3 separate regions of the Mus musculus genome follow, and regions 1 and 3 are each linked to region 2. A link is a contact called in public promoter capture Hi-C data. All regions are on one chromosome and are shown on one strand. The core of a region is the stretch at or near the end of the contact, and the rest is flanking DNA. Distances in the headings are between cores, read along the strand shown. Region 1 holds the start of Zfp941 (zinc finger protein 941). Region 2 holds the start of Ifitm3 (interferon induced transmembrane protein 3). Region 3 holds the start of Irf7 (interferon regulatory factor 7).

Region 1 (4,400 bases), core at 501-3,000, 190 kb after region 2:
ATGGTCATAGACTCTAACCCTTTGGGACTGTGAGCCCTAAATACAATGGTTTATTTTATAAGTTGCCTTGGTCATGGTGTTCTGTCATGGGAATAGAAAAATAACTAACACAAACACACCATAAACTAATCAGTAATGGATTAGAACTTTTTTTTCTTTTAGAACCAATTGTTTTAAAAACAGAATGGAGATTTCAGCTTTCTCCATATGTGTGAGATAATTTGCTATTACTTATTTTTCAGATAGTTGCTAATGTAATAGCTATGAAGTTATATGCCATAGTGGTTTAACCTTGACTGTCTCTAAAGGTTATTTATTTGAGAATCCTTTAAATTGACTGTTGGCCATTTGCTTGTTTCTTCTAATTTAAAAAATGTGAATAGGAGAAACTTTAAACTTTACACTGGGCCTCACATTGTATATGTGGTGGGCATTCCTGCATTGAGGGATTGCCTCTCACGTCAAAGCTTAAGTTGCTTCCCGATAAAACAGTACTCCCAAATCACTTTTTATCAAAATAGTATTACTGATTTTTCACTTGGGTCCACATGGAGTAAATGCAGAGTAAATCAAAGCCTGGCAGTTCTGCTTTGAATTTGTATCTACCCCCTTTACACATCGCTTAGCGTTTACAATGTCCTGTTCCAGCTCCCAAGTCCCACTGGAATTCTTTGAATTCTAGAAACTACAGGACTGATAAATACCTCTAGGGAATAAAAATTACTTCCAAACAATTGAGGGCGCCTAGGATAGACCATCTCCAAATGCGGGCAGTTGAGGTTCTATAGAGAAGCAAGAGTCATAATGCAAACCAGATTGGTCTGCTAAGACCACCTTGCAGAACCCAAACTGATCATCAACCCAACCATACTTGACTACTAGGGATGATTAATTATACACACCGGCAGTGTCCTCTCCCTATTTCTCTCTAGTTAAACCTACATCTCACAAAGGCAGTCTTCAGGGACCACTGGAACCCTTATCATCTGGAAGAACAACCAGTGCTCCTAACCTATGAGCCATCTCTCCAGCCCCTTGTTTTATGTGAGTGCCCAGGGAATATGTGCACTTAAGTGCAGTGCTGGGGGAGGCCAGAAGTGGGCTGGAGGCATAGGCAGCTATGAGTCGGCTGGGTGCCAGGAACAGACCTAAGGTCCTCTGGAAGAACGAGTACTAGTTCTTAACCTCAGAAGCCGCCTCTTCTGAGCTTTCTAACATTTACTCTCTAGTTGTGTACTAGAACACTGTAACACCAGAGACTGGAAAGGTTAAGTGAATTTTAAAGATAGCGATCATTATATTCTTCTGTGTGAATATTTACAGATCATTTACATATCAATAAGTTGATATGACTATTTAAAGTTAAATTAAAATGCCATTTGATGGGCTTAAAGGTAACTATCATTATATTCCTCTGTATGAATATTTACAGATCAGTTACATATCAATAAATTGATAATGACTATGTAAAGTTAAATTAAAATGTCTTTTGATGGGCTATGTCCTCCTGGTGGAAAATTTGCCTTTAACATAGCTGCTGACAGAAGTCCTGGGCTCAATCCACCCAAACCAAATTGAAATTGAAACCCAAACCCAATGCAAAACAGATCAACAGCAATCATTTATTGCCATCCTAAGGTAGAGGAATTGGGCCTGGAGCCCTGTCCAATCAGAGGTGTTGTTTGATAACTGTCCAATTAGGAACGTGGCCAGAGCGGTGGGCAGGCTCTCAAAACCTCGCGTGCTTTCGCTGGAGCTGGCCATCTTTGGCACCTTTGGGAGCTCCTGCTGTTCTGCAGCAGAGGCACTGACGTTGTTAGGTGCTTTGTCATCCTGTGATCTGGTCCCAGAGGCACGCGTAGGGGCCCGGGATACTATAGAAGCGAGGAGATGGTGAGTGTCTGCCTGACGTCCTGGCGGGATCCAGCCTCCACAGGTCTCCCTGGAGGCTGCCCCAGGGTAGCGGGGGTTCCAACTCTCCTCCGTTTTGGGGCGGGGCTGTGCAGACAGTGGGGACTCTGGGTCTCGTCTGGTCCTTTTGCAGGGTGGTGCTAGGCGGACAGTGGGTCCCTGGTAAAGCTGTTAGTTGCCCACCCTGCGTAGTGTGCTCAGATCCTGCTGAGCGAGCCATCTCTGGGCGGCTGTGTTCCTGCCATACACTTCAGATGTGCTGATCACCGTGATCTCAGGGAAGGATTCCTATTGGCTGGCTTGTGTGGTTTCCATCAGCAGCTGGGCAAGAAAGATCCTGGAGCCAGATGCTGCTTTCTGCCATTTTGTTCTACATAGCTGATGAAAACTTGGTTAATGCGCAGTCGGCCAAATTTTCCACTATATTGATAACTGCTTTTTTCTTTATCTTGTGGAATTAACATTTTTATTGTTATTTTAGGTATACGCATGCACACACGCAAATGTGACGTGCTTGTGGATGAGGTCATTGGATCTGTTGGATCAGGGGTGGCAGTTGTGAGTCACCTGACATGGGCAATGGGAGCCAAACTGGTTCTCTGTAAGAACAGCAAGGGATTTTTAACCACTGATCCATCTCTCAAGCTTGGGGATTCCTTAAGTATCCTGCATAAATCATTATATTTGATTCAGAAGCTTTTAAAGTTCTGTGCTTGTTTTGCTTTTGAGAATGAAGGCTCACATTTATGGAAGGTACTGGCTGTACTCGTGAAGGGCCTGAAGCAGACCTTTGTGGGCAGCTTTTCATTGTAGCACATTTTCTTGTCATAGATATACACTCCTTTCTTTTATTTTTCAGGAAAAAAAAATCATATATTCCCAAGTGTCTTAAAAATCCAAAATATAGCTCAAAACAAATAGTTAATAAACAATAGGAAAAAAATTGAAAAAAGTGTAAGACTCAGATGTTGCTCTTAATTTGCGTTGTTAGGTGTGTGCATATTAATAGTGTCTGAAAAGAAAGCAAACCATAATTTTCAAATAGATTAGTAAGGGTTTTTTTTTTTTTTTGACAGTGTGTTTCCTTTTTTCTTTCTTCCTTTCTCTCTTTCTTTCTTTTTTTTTTTGTTTTTCGAGACAGGGTTTCTCTGTATAGCCCTGGCTGTCCTGGAACTCACTTTGTAGACCAGGCTGGCTTCGAACTCAGAAATCCGCCTGCCTCTGCCTCCCTAGTGCTGGGATTAAAGGCGTGTGCCACCACGCCCGGCTGTGTATTTCTTACTTATATCAAAATAAAAATGTCTGGTCTTTCTCCTCCCAACTCCGAGACAGTGTCTCAGGGTGTAGTCCTGGCTAGCTTAAAATTCACAGAGATAGATCCACCTGCCTCTGCCCCTTGAGTGTTAAGATTAAAGGCATGCACCACCATCCTGGCTCATCTGTTGTTTTTGATGTGTAGTTATTTTATATGGGTACATAAAATAAAAGTTTTATTATTTATGAATTTTGTTTTGTTTTTCTTATCTTTAAAACGTATAACCAATCATTTTGCACTAATTGTACAGATGGGCAGGTTTAGAGAGGCACTTGTTTACATGCATGTCACACTTTGGTCACCCTCTGGTCGCTTTCCCACACCCTCTCTTCTCTCCCTGGCTCCCTGCCCTGCGGGTCCCAGCAGCTTCAGACCGGTCTGAGACAGATGTCTGCTCCTCTGTCCCCTGTAGTTTCTACATGTGAGAGGAAGGATGACATCCCTGCCCAAATATGGCTTATTTTGCATAAACATTTTCTGGTCTGATTTATTCTCCTGAATATAGCTTGATCCCCTTCTTTTTTATGGTTGAATAAAGTTTTAGAGTGATTATTATTTTGAGGGGAAGGATATGAGGATAGGAATTAGCTCTCGGGTCACCTAGTTATTATTTATTATTATTAATAATTTTGAGACAAGGGCTCACTGTGTAGCTTTAGCTGGTTTGGAAGACCAAGGTATAGACCAAGGTGATCTAAGCGCACAGAGCTCCCTCCACTTGCTTCTGACTTCTGAGTGCTGGGATTAAAGGCGTCCATCCTAAATTATTTTTTTTACATAAGCCTATAGTTTTAAAATTTTTAGTTTTGTTTTAGTTTTTTGTTTTGAGACAGGGTTTCTCTGCATAGCCCTGGCTGTCCTGGAACTTATTCTTTAGACCAGGCTGGCCTTGAACTCACAGAGATCCATCTACCTCTGCCTCCCCGGGTGCTGGGATTAAAGGTCTATACCACCACTACCACCTGGCATAGTTTTTTAAGATTTAATTTAAAATGTTTAATTCTTTGCGTTTGTGGATTTGTACATGTGATTAACAGTGTCTGTAGAAGCCAGAGAGGGACACCAGATGCCCGGGAGCTGGAAGTGTGCAGGTTGTGAACTGCCTACTGTGTGTGCCAGGAACTGAACGCAAGTCACCTTCAAGAACAGTGCATGCTCTTAAGCACTGAGCCAC
Region 2 (5,106 bases), core at 2,155-4,654:
GAGGTCCAGGCTTCTGAAGCAGTAGCAATTCCTTTACTGTCTTGGGAAGCTGAGCCCATCTTAGGAAGACAGAGGCCCTAATACCAGTGGAGACAGGATCCCACTGGGAGAGCTGCTATCTTTCTGGAGGGGAGTGAGTGGTTCAGCCAGACCAAGTCCTAGGGAGAAATCAAGACTTTTTCAGATTGCACCAAGAAGGAACAAGAGGTTTTTTAGAAGGACCCAGGGTGGAATTTCCACTAAAACTCATGGCCCTGGACTGAACTTCAGAGTGTTCATCCTTAGTCCCAGGTCTGTGACTGAATGAAGGTAGAGATTTCAGGAGGAGGGTCACTGTGGCCACACTTCGGTCCGTTCTAGTGCTTTGTATGAGCAGTGTGTGGGCAGCTATCCTGAGAGTGCAGAAACCTCGCGTGTGTTAGGCACTGGTGCACACAGAAGCCAGGGCATGATCTCCAGAATGAACCCCATCCTAACCATTTGTTTGCAGTGGAACATATGAGACTAGATCTGTCTGGGGTTTACAACAACCCATGAGTGAGCCCACCGTGGAGAGTCCTGGTGCTCGCTTCCCACTCACCAAATGTGTAATTGGAGCAGGAACAATGGAAGTCATTATAACTTCCCATTGTGTTGGTGGCCTGCAGGGCAAGGTTGAGTGGTTCGCTGGGTGGCAGAAGACTCCAGGTTGTTCCCTATCTAATGCTAGAGAGTAAACAAAACAATGTCTCCTCCTGAGAAGAGAGCAGAGAAACCCTGTGCTCAGGCTACACCAAGACAATGGACTCCTGCAAATCCACCATTAGGAATTCATTTGGAGATCAGTTGCAGGTAGCAGATGCTAAGTAGGTCTGAAAGGTAAGGGATACTAAATCAGAGAACATGGGCACTGGCCGGAACTGTCCCCTGAGACCAGAGTGAGGACAGAACCTGACAGGTAAAGTGTCAACAGTTGTGCATCAGGGGCAGAAGTGGGTCATCCTGGGTGGAGCAAAGGCTGACCCTGACCCTTGTTCTTACAGCAGGGCTGGTCAATCCCTGTCCCTCTGATGATCCCTGGGGGCAGAGATTGCCCTTAGCACTTAACAAAGAAGATGGAAAAATCCAAAGACTGAGTCTCAACTTCCCCTGATGTTTCATATGGGAAGGAGCGAGTCAGACAGGAAGAGGTCTTCTGTCCAGCTCACTTGGGGGCCACAGGAAGACACTGACTAGGGTGGTCATACATGCAGGGCTGAGTATAGCTCCCCACCTCTGTGGGTGGGGAGACGAGCCTGGGGATTGAGTGCATGTGAAGGCCTTGATATGCAAAGCCCTCAGGCTCATCAAGGCCACCAGGGAAATAGGATCCCTGTGACTGAGAAAGGCAGAGAAGTGGCCATAAAGTTTGAGGTGACCACTAACTTTCAGGATGGTCTGAGAACATCCAGGAGCAAATGTGTTGGCCTTCAGGAACGTTGGGAGACCATAGTAAACAGAGCTATGACTGAAGTTAAATATTGTTCACTATTTAAAAAGTTATATACCAAGCCGAGCGTGGTGGCGCATGCCTTTAATCCCAGCACTTGGGAGGCAGAGGCAGGCAGATTTCTGAGTTCGAGGCCAGCCTGGTCAACAGAGTGAGTTCCAGGGCAGCCAGGAATACACAGAGAAACCCTGTCTCGAAAAATCAAAAACAACAACAACAACAACAAAAAAGTTATACCAAGATCCATCATTCCTGAAACCAGAGTGTGTTGTGACCACAGGATAACGCTTGCTATCACTTAAGGGCTGGGTGTGTGTGTGTGTGTGTGTGTGTCATTCATATTATTTTATCTCCCACTCCGCTGAGAGGCAACAGAAGGATGTGTGAAGAGCAGTGTGAAGTAGGCCTTGGAGAGGTATCCGCAGAACAGAAAGAAATAACACCAGAAACCAACAGAAACCACCACTTTCAGGCTCCAATCAGAGTCCCTGTGGCCAGTCCAAAGCCCTACCCCTGAGGCCTGAGGCCTGACTGAGGCCTGGAAGGAGGCCTCTGTGAGGTAGGTACGCCCATGGAAACCACTCTACCTAGCTTCCCAGAGGCAGACTTTTTCAGAGATGTTGACTAAACCAGCACCAGCTAATAGGACTGCAAAGAAGGGAGTCTGTAGGAGGTGCTGATGTCTCTGTGAAGAACTCAAGAAAGATAATGAAATGAGTGGAACCTAGAAACTAGAGCAGCCCCAGCTCCCAAGACTCAGGGCACTAGGAAGGGTGGGTGCTGCAGGGCACCTTGAAGGAGATCTCTGTAGTAGCCTGGTCCTTCCAGTGCCACCAAGATAGAAAGTGGATGCAAGTCCTAACAAGAGAAGCCAGGCCAGATGTCCCTGTTATCACTGAGTCCTTCAGTATGATCAGGAGTAGCTTTCCTGGTCACAGCCCTCACCCCACCAAGCGTTTGAGAAAGCGTCTCTGGTAGGACGAAGGTCCTCTCGGTGACCATGCCACTAGCACTAATAAATTTTGTTAGGGCAGGAGGGAAAAAGAGTGGCTGTAGCACCAACAGGCCAGCCCAGGACCATGAGGTCAGAGCCAAGTGACCGAAGATCATTTAGTTCTAATACCAAAGTCCAGTGGTTGATCACACTTAGGGCACTAGGGCTCTGCAAGGAGAGAGACACAGAGGCGTGTTAGCATTTTGTCTAGGCTCTGCCCCACAGTTATCTGGCAACAGCTGGGTGTGCCTGACTCACACTAAAAGGGGCTGCTCCCCCCCTTACTCTCTAACCTTCCTGCACCTGCTTCCCCCTCCTCATTCCCCACTCCCTCCGAGTGCTCATGGCCAGCCTCTACTTCTCTGTTCTCTCTCTCTCTCTCTGCCTTTCTCTGTCTCTACTACCCTCTCAACCCCCTCCCCATGAATAGAGAATAAACTCTGTTCTATGCGATACCACCGTGTGGCTGGTCCCTCAAAGGGAAGGGACGCTTCAGCGTGGGCCTGCAGAGGCCCCCCCTCCCCCAACATATGACTGCATAGCCACCGAAGATATTCCTTCTCTCTCCTCTTTAAAACACAAGAAGTACCGTTCATCCCACCTGTCTATGAAGCCAGGAGAACTGGCGTTCATAGTGAGAGGCTCTCTGGGCACTCTTTATTGCTGAATAAAGAATAGAGGGTTCTTTGGGGCCTGGCTGGGACCTTGATAAGGAACAGTGAGGTTCTGCAGCTGTGAGCGTGAGCTTGGTTGACTCCAGGACCCCTCACTCTTAAACACTGAGGTTTGGGCCTTGGGACAAGTCCTGACTTGGGCTCCTGGCCTGGAAGTTCCCCTGATTCACAATCCTTCCTGACATCCTGCCCTGGAGTAATTTGATCCGCAGGCTTTTTAGATCCCCGCCCCTCTGAACCCAGAGCAGTTTCATCAAGCCAAAATTCAGGAAAAGGAAACTTCTGAGAAACCGAAACTGCCGCAGAAAGGGCAGACCCGCAGCGCGCTCCATCCTTTGCCCTTCAGTGCTGCCTTTGCTCCGCACCATGAACCACACTTCTCAAGCCTTCATCACCGCTGCCAGTGGAGGACAGCCCCCAAACTACGAAAGAATCAAGGAAGAATATGAGGTGGCTGAGATGGGGGCACCGCACGGATCGGCTTCTGTCAGAACTACTGTGATCAACATGCCCAGAGAGGTGTCGGTGCCTGACCATGTGGTCTGGTCCCTGTTCAATACACTCTTCATGAACTTCTGCTGCCTGGGCTTCATAGCCTATGCCTACTCCGTGAAGGTGAGTGTGCTAGAATGGGGGGAGTGATGGTGTAAAAAGGTGTGTGTGAACCTGAAGCTCCATCTACCCAGATGGCACCGAGGTATGAGTGTGGGGTCCTTTGTTTAAAATAAGTTTGTGTTCATTCTTCTGTGGTGTGTGTGTGTGTGTGTGTGTGTGTGTGTGTGTACACGTGTAGGCTTAAAGGCTCTCTGGGGGCAGACACAGGGTGAGGCTGCCTGGGGATTCTGGAGTCAGACTCTTCCAATGCAGAGATGCCTATAGCACCTTCACTCAACAGACTGGGATTCTAGCCTGTGTGGAAAATGTTCAGGAGATTCATGGGGAACAATAGCCTACAGTGGGGTGAACAACAAGTGCTAGGGCCTCCTGGATGATCAGAGGATGTAAAATGTTCCTGACCTAAGATGGGGAGATGCAGTCCACAGGGAGTACGTCAGGAAAACTGTCAGAGCATCTGCCTATCAGCTCCAGGGCCACTGACCGTGTCTATCTGTTCTGCTCCAGTCTAGGGATCGGAAGATGGTGGGTGATGTGACTGGAGCCCAGGCCTACGCCTCCACTGCTAAGTGCCTGAACATCAGCACCTTGGTCCTCAGCATCCTGATGGTTGTTATCACCATTGTTAGTGTCATCATCATTGTTCTTAACGCTCAAAACCTTCACACTTAATAGAGGATTCCGACTTCCGGTCCTGAAGTGCTTCACCCTCCGCAGCTGCGTCCCTCCTTGCCCCTCCCTACACGCAGGTGTAACACTCATTTATCTATCCACAGTGGATTCAATAAAGTGCACTTGATAACCACCATCCTATGACTGCTTTTATTCCTCCCACCCCTCTATCTTCCTTGCTCTGAGGTGGACATGTAGGTTATCCTCAATTTGGCAGTAGTCTCTGGCCTGCTGTTGTGGACATTTGCTGGCCAAAGTCCTGGATGGTATTTGGCTGCTTCAGGCAGGGAGAACTCAAGCTTCAACTGGCCCTGGCCCCACATTTCCAGGGCACCCAGTCCAGTTCAGAAGTGGAGGACCAGGTCTGGGTCCGTATTCTTCTGGACGAATACTCTGAACCAGACAAGATGGTGTCAAAAGTTCCATGCCTGCTTCCCGGGGGAACCCTGGGCTGATCCTGTCCAGGATTTGCTGGGTGCTGTGGTGGGGGCCTGGTGTCCCCTACTGGTCCCACAGCAGCGATGCAGTTCATTCCTTGTCGCCCTGGAGCCTAGAATGACCTTTTAAGGCTCAAAGTCGCTGCCCTGGCGCCCCCTGCCGGCACTCTGCAGGTACGGTGGCCGCGTGGTGCTTCCATTCCCCCACCCCCCCACCGACCCCGCTCCCCCGGACCCTATATGGTA
Region 3 (5,020 bases), core at 810-3,309, 260 kb before region 2:
CTGAACTCCTTTCCAAAGTATTTGAATGCTTTTATTTTTTTTAAAAAGACTTATTTATTTATCTTATCTATATAAGTACACTATAACTGTCTTCAGCCACACCAGAAGAGGGCATTAGATCCCATTACAGGTGGTTGTGAGCCACCATGTGGTTGCTGGGAATTGAACTCAGGACCTCTGGTGAAGCAGTCAGTGCTCTTGACCACTGAGCCATCTCTCCAGCCCTGAATACTTTTAAATATCCAGTTTTATGCATTTATACATACAATGTATCTTTTGACTTTCATTTCGGCTGGTGATTTCCATGCCCCAGTCTCCCTTGTCATTTTCTTTCCCCCTTGTTGGAAGCCTTCTTAACAAGTCCCCTTCCTCCTTTTCCGTCTTCTCAGTATCCCTCTGAGTTTAACTAGTTTCTATTTAAATGTTTTGTTTGGTTTTGGTGTTTTTAAATTTTTACTTTTATGTGTATCAGTGTATGATCTACATGCATGTCTATGTGACAGTGTCAAATTTTGGAGTTACAGTTGTGAGCTGCCATGTGGGTGCTGGATTTGAACCCCTGTTGTCTAGGAAGAGCAGTTCGTGCCCCTAACCACTAAGCTATTTCTTAGTTCTAGCTTCTTGACCCAGCTGGAACAAGGACAATTTAATCACTGAATAAAGGACACCCCCTTCCCTAAAGGTCTACCCACTGCAATAAGAAGCTTCTTTGGCCAGGTATGGTGGGTGGCGCACGCCTTTAACCCCAGCACTTGGGAGGCAGAGGCACGTGGATTTCTGAGTTTGAGGCCAGCCTGGTCTACAGAGTGAGTTCCAGGACAGCCAGGGCTACACAGAGAAACCCTGTCTCAAAAAACAAAAACAAAACAAAACAAAACAAAAGATTCTCTGAAGAAGGATGGACACAACCCTTGACTGTGGAGATATATTATATATATTTAGTTGTGTGCCAGAAGAGGGCATCAGGTCCCATTAAAAATGGTTGTGAGCCACCGTATGGTTGCTGGGAATTGAACTGAGGACTTCTGGAAGAGCAGCCAGGGCTCTTAACTATTGAGCTGCCTCTTCAGCTTCCAGGGTCTTACTCTATAACACAGGTTGGCCTCAATCCTTCTGCTTCAACCTCTGTCCAGATGGTATATTCTTCCCAGATGGTATACTTTTGTTGTTGTTGTTGTTGTTTTTTGTTTGTTTGTTTTTTGAGACAGGGTTTCTCTGTGTAGCCCTGGCTGTCCTGGAATTCACTTTGTAGACCAGGCTGGCCTCGAACTCAGAAATCTGCCTGCCTCTGCCTCCCAAGTGCTGGGATTAAAGGCGTGCACCACCATGCCCAGTTTACTTTTTTTTTCAGATTTATTTATTTATTATATGTAAGTACACTGTAGCTGTCTTCAGACACACCAGAAGAAGGAGTCAGATCTTGTTACGGATGGTTGTGAGCCACCTTGTGGTTGCTGGGATTTGAACTCAGGACCTTCAGAAGTGCAGTCGTGCTCTGACCTGCTGAGCCATCTCACCAGCCCCCAGATGGTATATTCTTATCTGTACCATTCTCAGTGTTAAGCCAAATTGTACCATAGTCTCTCTTTAGACTCCACTTTCTAAGATTTTTTTCAGCCAGCTAAACAAAACAAATAAACAAACAAAACCTACTGACTGTTGTGGGTATCCCTGCCTTGTCCCAATGTGCTTTCCTGAAGAGGTCCTGGGGAAAGACCTTTCCCACACTTCCACCAGGGGCTGAGCCTGGCAGATAGACCTCCACCTACTTACTATTCTTACTGTCCTCCAAGACATGGCTGTTCTGTCCAAAGCAGGGTCAGCCTCTCTCATTGAATCTACAAAGAGCCTGGAAGACTGAATCTGAGAGAGTGATCAGTGAAGGGCAGTGAAGAGAAGCTGGGGGGTGGGGGGGGAACAGGAGGGAAGGATTTGCAATTGAGTGCTACAAACTAGTGACACCCTAGTGACGTCTGGAGCCCTTAAGCCACACCCTGCCTGGGCTCTGCCCCGCCTCTGCCCGAAGTACTATAAAAGCACTGGCACCCTCCTTTTCACTGAGATAAAACCCGTCCCGGCGGCTCCGGTACCAGGTATGTGGGACTCTTGGGCCACTCGGGGAGGGAGGTGAGCTAGTGCCACAGGGGAAATTCTTGTCCCCTCTACAGAGTAGTGAGTGATCAGTGAAGGGCAGTGAAGAGAAGCTCGGGGGAAACAGGAGGGCAGACGTCCCGGCAGGATTTGCAATTGGGTCTGCAGGGATTGGGATCTGAGTAAGGGTCGGGTGTAGTTTGAGGACTGCACTGGTAGGCATGGAGACAGTGGAGACAGCGGGAAGCCAGCAGCTACCGGGCGCTGTTTAGACTGTTTAGGTTTCATTTTCCTGAGATGCAGTTTCGTTTTACTCGTCTGGGCCCGCCCCTTTTGTGTCTTCGCAGGGTCCAGCCTGTGACAGCCCATCCAGGCTCGGACGCTGGATTAACACCTGTGACATCACGTGTGCGCTCCCGCTACATCTGTAGTCACATCTACAGCCACCTTGGCAGAGGAATCTACACTGAGTTCTGAACCTAGGTGACCACAAGTTCTCAAACCTCATCTGTGACCCTCAACACCCTAATACCTGGGTCACACTTGTGAAACTGAAATTCCTACCTGTTACCAACACTTGTAACGTTTAAAACACATTTGTGAAACTTGGTCACACTATCTGTGGCTACAACCTAAAACCATAGAGGCACCCAAGGGGCCTTATTTGCAATAGCTGACTGCTCCAGTGACTACAAGGCATCACAGAGTAGTAGCATCTACTTTGATTCTCCCAGACTGCCTGTGTAGACGGAGCAATGGCTGAAGTGAGGTGAGAACATGTCTACCCTGGTTGTATTGGGTCCTGTGTCCCTTACATTAGCCCTAACCCCAGCGTGGCTGCTCTGCCTGCAGGGGGGTCCAGCGAGTGCTGTTTGGAGACTGGCTATTGGGGGAGGTCAGCAGCGGCCAGTACGAGGGGCTGCAGTGGCTGAACGAGGCTCGCACAGTCTTCCGCGTACCCTGGAAGCATTTCGGTCGTAGGGATCTGGATGAAGAAGATGCACAGATCTTCAAGGTGGTACCCAGTCCTGCCCTCTTTATAATCTGCCAGAACTCCTGGGGGAATCCAGCCTCAACCCATGCTCTCTCCTCTCCTTCAGGCCTGGGCTGTGGCCCGAGGGAGGTGGCCACCTAGTGGAGTTAACCTGCCACCCCCAGAGGCTGAGGCTGCTGAGCGAAGAGAGCGAAGAGGCTGGAAGACCAACTTCCGCTGTGCACTCCACAGCACAGGGCGTTTTATCTTGCGCCAAGACAATTCAGGGGATCCAGTTGATCCGCATAAGGTGTACGAACTTAGCCGGGAGCTTGGATCTACTGGTGAGCAGTGCCACAAACAGGGATGGGCCAGGGAGGTACATGGCCTCTGTCATTTTGGTGGTTTCAATGGTTTGATTTGTGGTTTTTGAAACTAGTTGTAGATTCAGTTCCTCTCCTTCCAAAGTGTGTGTGTGTCGGGGTGGAGGGGGAGTGCACACTTCCTGCTAAGTCAGAGCCTTGGGCTGAGTGAGGTACCTGGTGGTTTGGGAACAGAGGGTATGAGAAATAGAGAACTTTTGGAACTGCTTGGGCATCGTAACCAAATCTCCCCTCCCCACTCCTCTCCCTCAGTGGGCCCAGCCACGGAAAATAGGGAAGAAGTGAGCCTCAGCAATGCTCTGCCCACACAGGTACATCTGGTCCATCCTTCCTAGGTGTGGGGGATCGGCAGGTGCCTACCACTATGCTGTCTATTACAGGGTGTGTCCCCAGGATCATTTCTGGCAAGAGAAAATGCTGGGCTCCAAACCCCAAGCCCTCTGCTTTCTAGTGATGCCGGGGACCTCTTGCTTCAGGTTCTGCAGTACAGCCACATACTGGAATCCGAGTCTGGGGCAGACCCCGTCCCACCACAGGCTCCTGGTGAGAGGCAGTTACTGTTACAGAGCTGGGGCTAAGCTAGAGAACACCCATCTGCCCAAGGCTGTATGAGAGGGAGGACAACAGAGTCCTTGCTGGGAGGAGGAAAGATAAGGATGTTAAAATGACAGGGGTGGGAAGCTGGGCTAAGATGGACAGGCAGCTCCAATTTGCCCTCAGGCCAGGAGCAAGACCGTGTTTACGAGGAACCCTATGCAGCATGGCAGGTGGAAGCTGTCCCCAGTCCCAGGCCTCAACAGCCAGCTCTCACCGGTGAGGATCTAGAGCGGAGGCGCTAGCACAGCTTTTCCTAGCCTCCCGGGCAGAATTCTGCCCTACTGCTCCTTCACACCTGCATCTCAGTAGGAGGTGAATGGGTCCTTGGCAGGGGGCATGGGACAAAATGCTCCACCCAAACCTACCACTCACAGCATGGTCTATACACAGAGCGCAGCCTTGGGTTCCTGGATGTGACCATCATGTACAAGGGCCGCACAGTGCTACAGGCAGTGGTGGGGCACCCCAGATGCGTGTTCCTGTACAGCCCCATGGCCCCAGCAGTAAGAACTTCAGAGCCCCAGCCGGTGATCTTTCCCAGTCCTGCTGAGCTCCCAGATCAGAAGCAGCTGCACTACACAGAGACGCTTCTCCAGCATGTGTCTCCCGGCCTTCAGCTGGAGCTTCGAGGACCGTCACTGTGGGCCCTGCGTATGGGCAAGTGCAAGGTGTACTGGGAGGTAGGCAGCCCTATGGGCACTACCGGCCCCTCCACCCCACCCCAGCTGCTGGAGCGCAACCGCCACACCCCCATCTTCGACTTCAGCACTTTCTTCCGAGGTCAGTAAGGTGTCTGGCTGGGGTGCTGTCCTCTGGGGCCTGGAGCCTTTCTTAACCTGCTCACCAGAGCTATCTCCTTAACAGAACTGGAGGAGTTTCGGGCTCGGAGGCGGCAAGGGTCACCACACTACACCATCTACCTGGGTTTTGGGCAAGACTTGTCAGCAGGGAGGCCCAAGGAGAAGACCCTGATCCT

The links. Promoter capture Hi-C pulls out the DNA fragments that hold promoters and counts their contacts.
Region 1: a contact with region 2 is called in a promoter capture Hi-C map of liver, with 2.2 times the contacts expected there. The contact joins the promoter of Zfp941 here to the promoter of Ifitm3 in region 2. A contact is called at or near these places in 18 of 39 promoter capture datasets (3T3-L1-derived adipocytes, the C10 cell line, the HPC-7 cell line and 12 more), 2 of 484 Hi-C or Micro-C datasets (liver and nephron progenitors), 4 of 115 datasets of contacts at active chromatin or transcription factors (bone marrow-derived macrophages, embryonic stem cells and hepatocytes) and 3 of 9 other capture datasets (adipose tissue, liver and pancreatic islet).
Region 3: a contact with region 2 is called in a promoter capture Hi-C map of liver, with 4 times the contacts expected there. The contact joins the promoter of Irf7 here to the promoter of Ifitm3 in region 2. A contact is called at or near these places in 6 of 39 promoter capture datasets (the C10 cell line, the HPC-7 cell line, embryonic stem cells and 2 more) and 1 of 9 other capture datasets (adipose tissue).

The regions. Positions count from the first base shown.
Region 1 is chr7:140,819,528-140,823,927 of GRCm38.p6, reverse strand. Zfp941 (zinc finger protein 941) reads left to right here and starts at 1,750. Exons shown (of 3, transcript NM_001001180.2): 1 at 1,750-1,893. The coding sequence starts at 1,891.
Region 2 is chr7:141,009,042-141,014,147 of GRCm38.p6, reverse strand. It overlaps Ifitm3 (interferon induced transmembrane protein 3), which reads left to right and starts at 3,404. Exons shown (of 2, transcript NM_025378.2): 1 at 3,404-3,751; 2 at 4,259-4,558. The coding sequence starts at 3,503. The coding sequence ends at 4,423.
Region 3 is chr7:141,263,463-141,268,482 of GRCm38.p6, reverse strand. Irf7 (interferon regulatory factor 7) reads left to right here and starts at 2,059. Exons shown (of 10, transcript NM_016850.3): 1 at 2,059-2,093; 2 at 2,439-2,860; 3 at 2,944-3,106; 4 at 3,192-3,408; 5 at 3,700-3,758; 6 at 3,828-3,990; 7 at 4,168-4,260; 8 at 4,435-4,824; 9 at 4,909-5,020. The coding sequence starts at 2,847.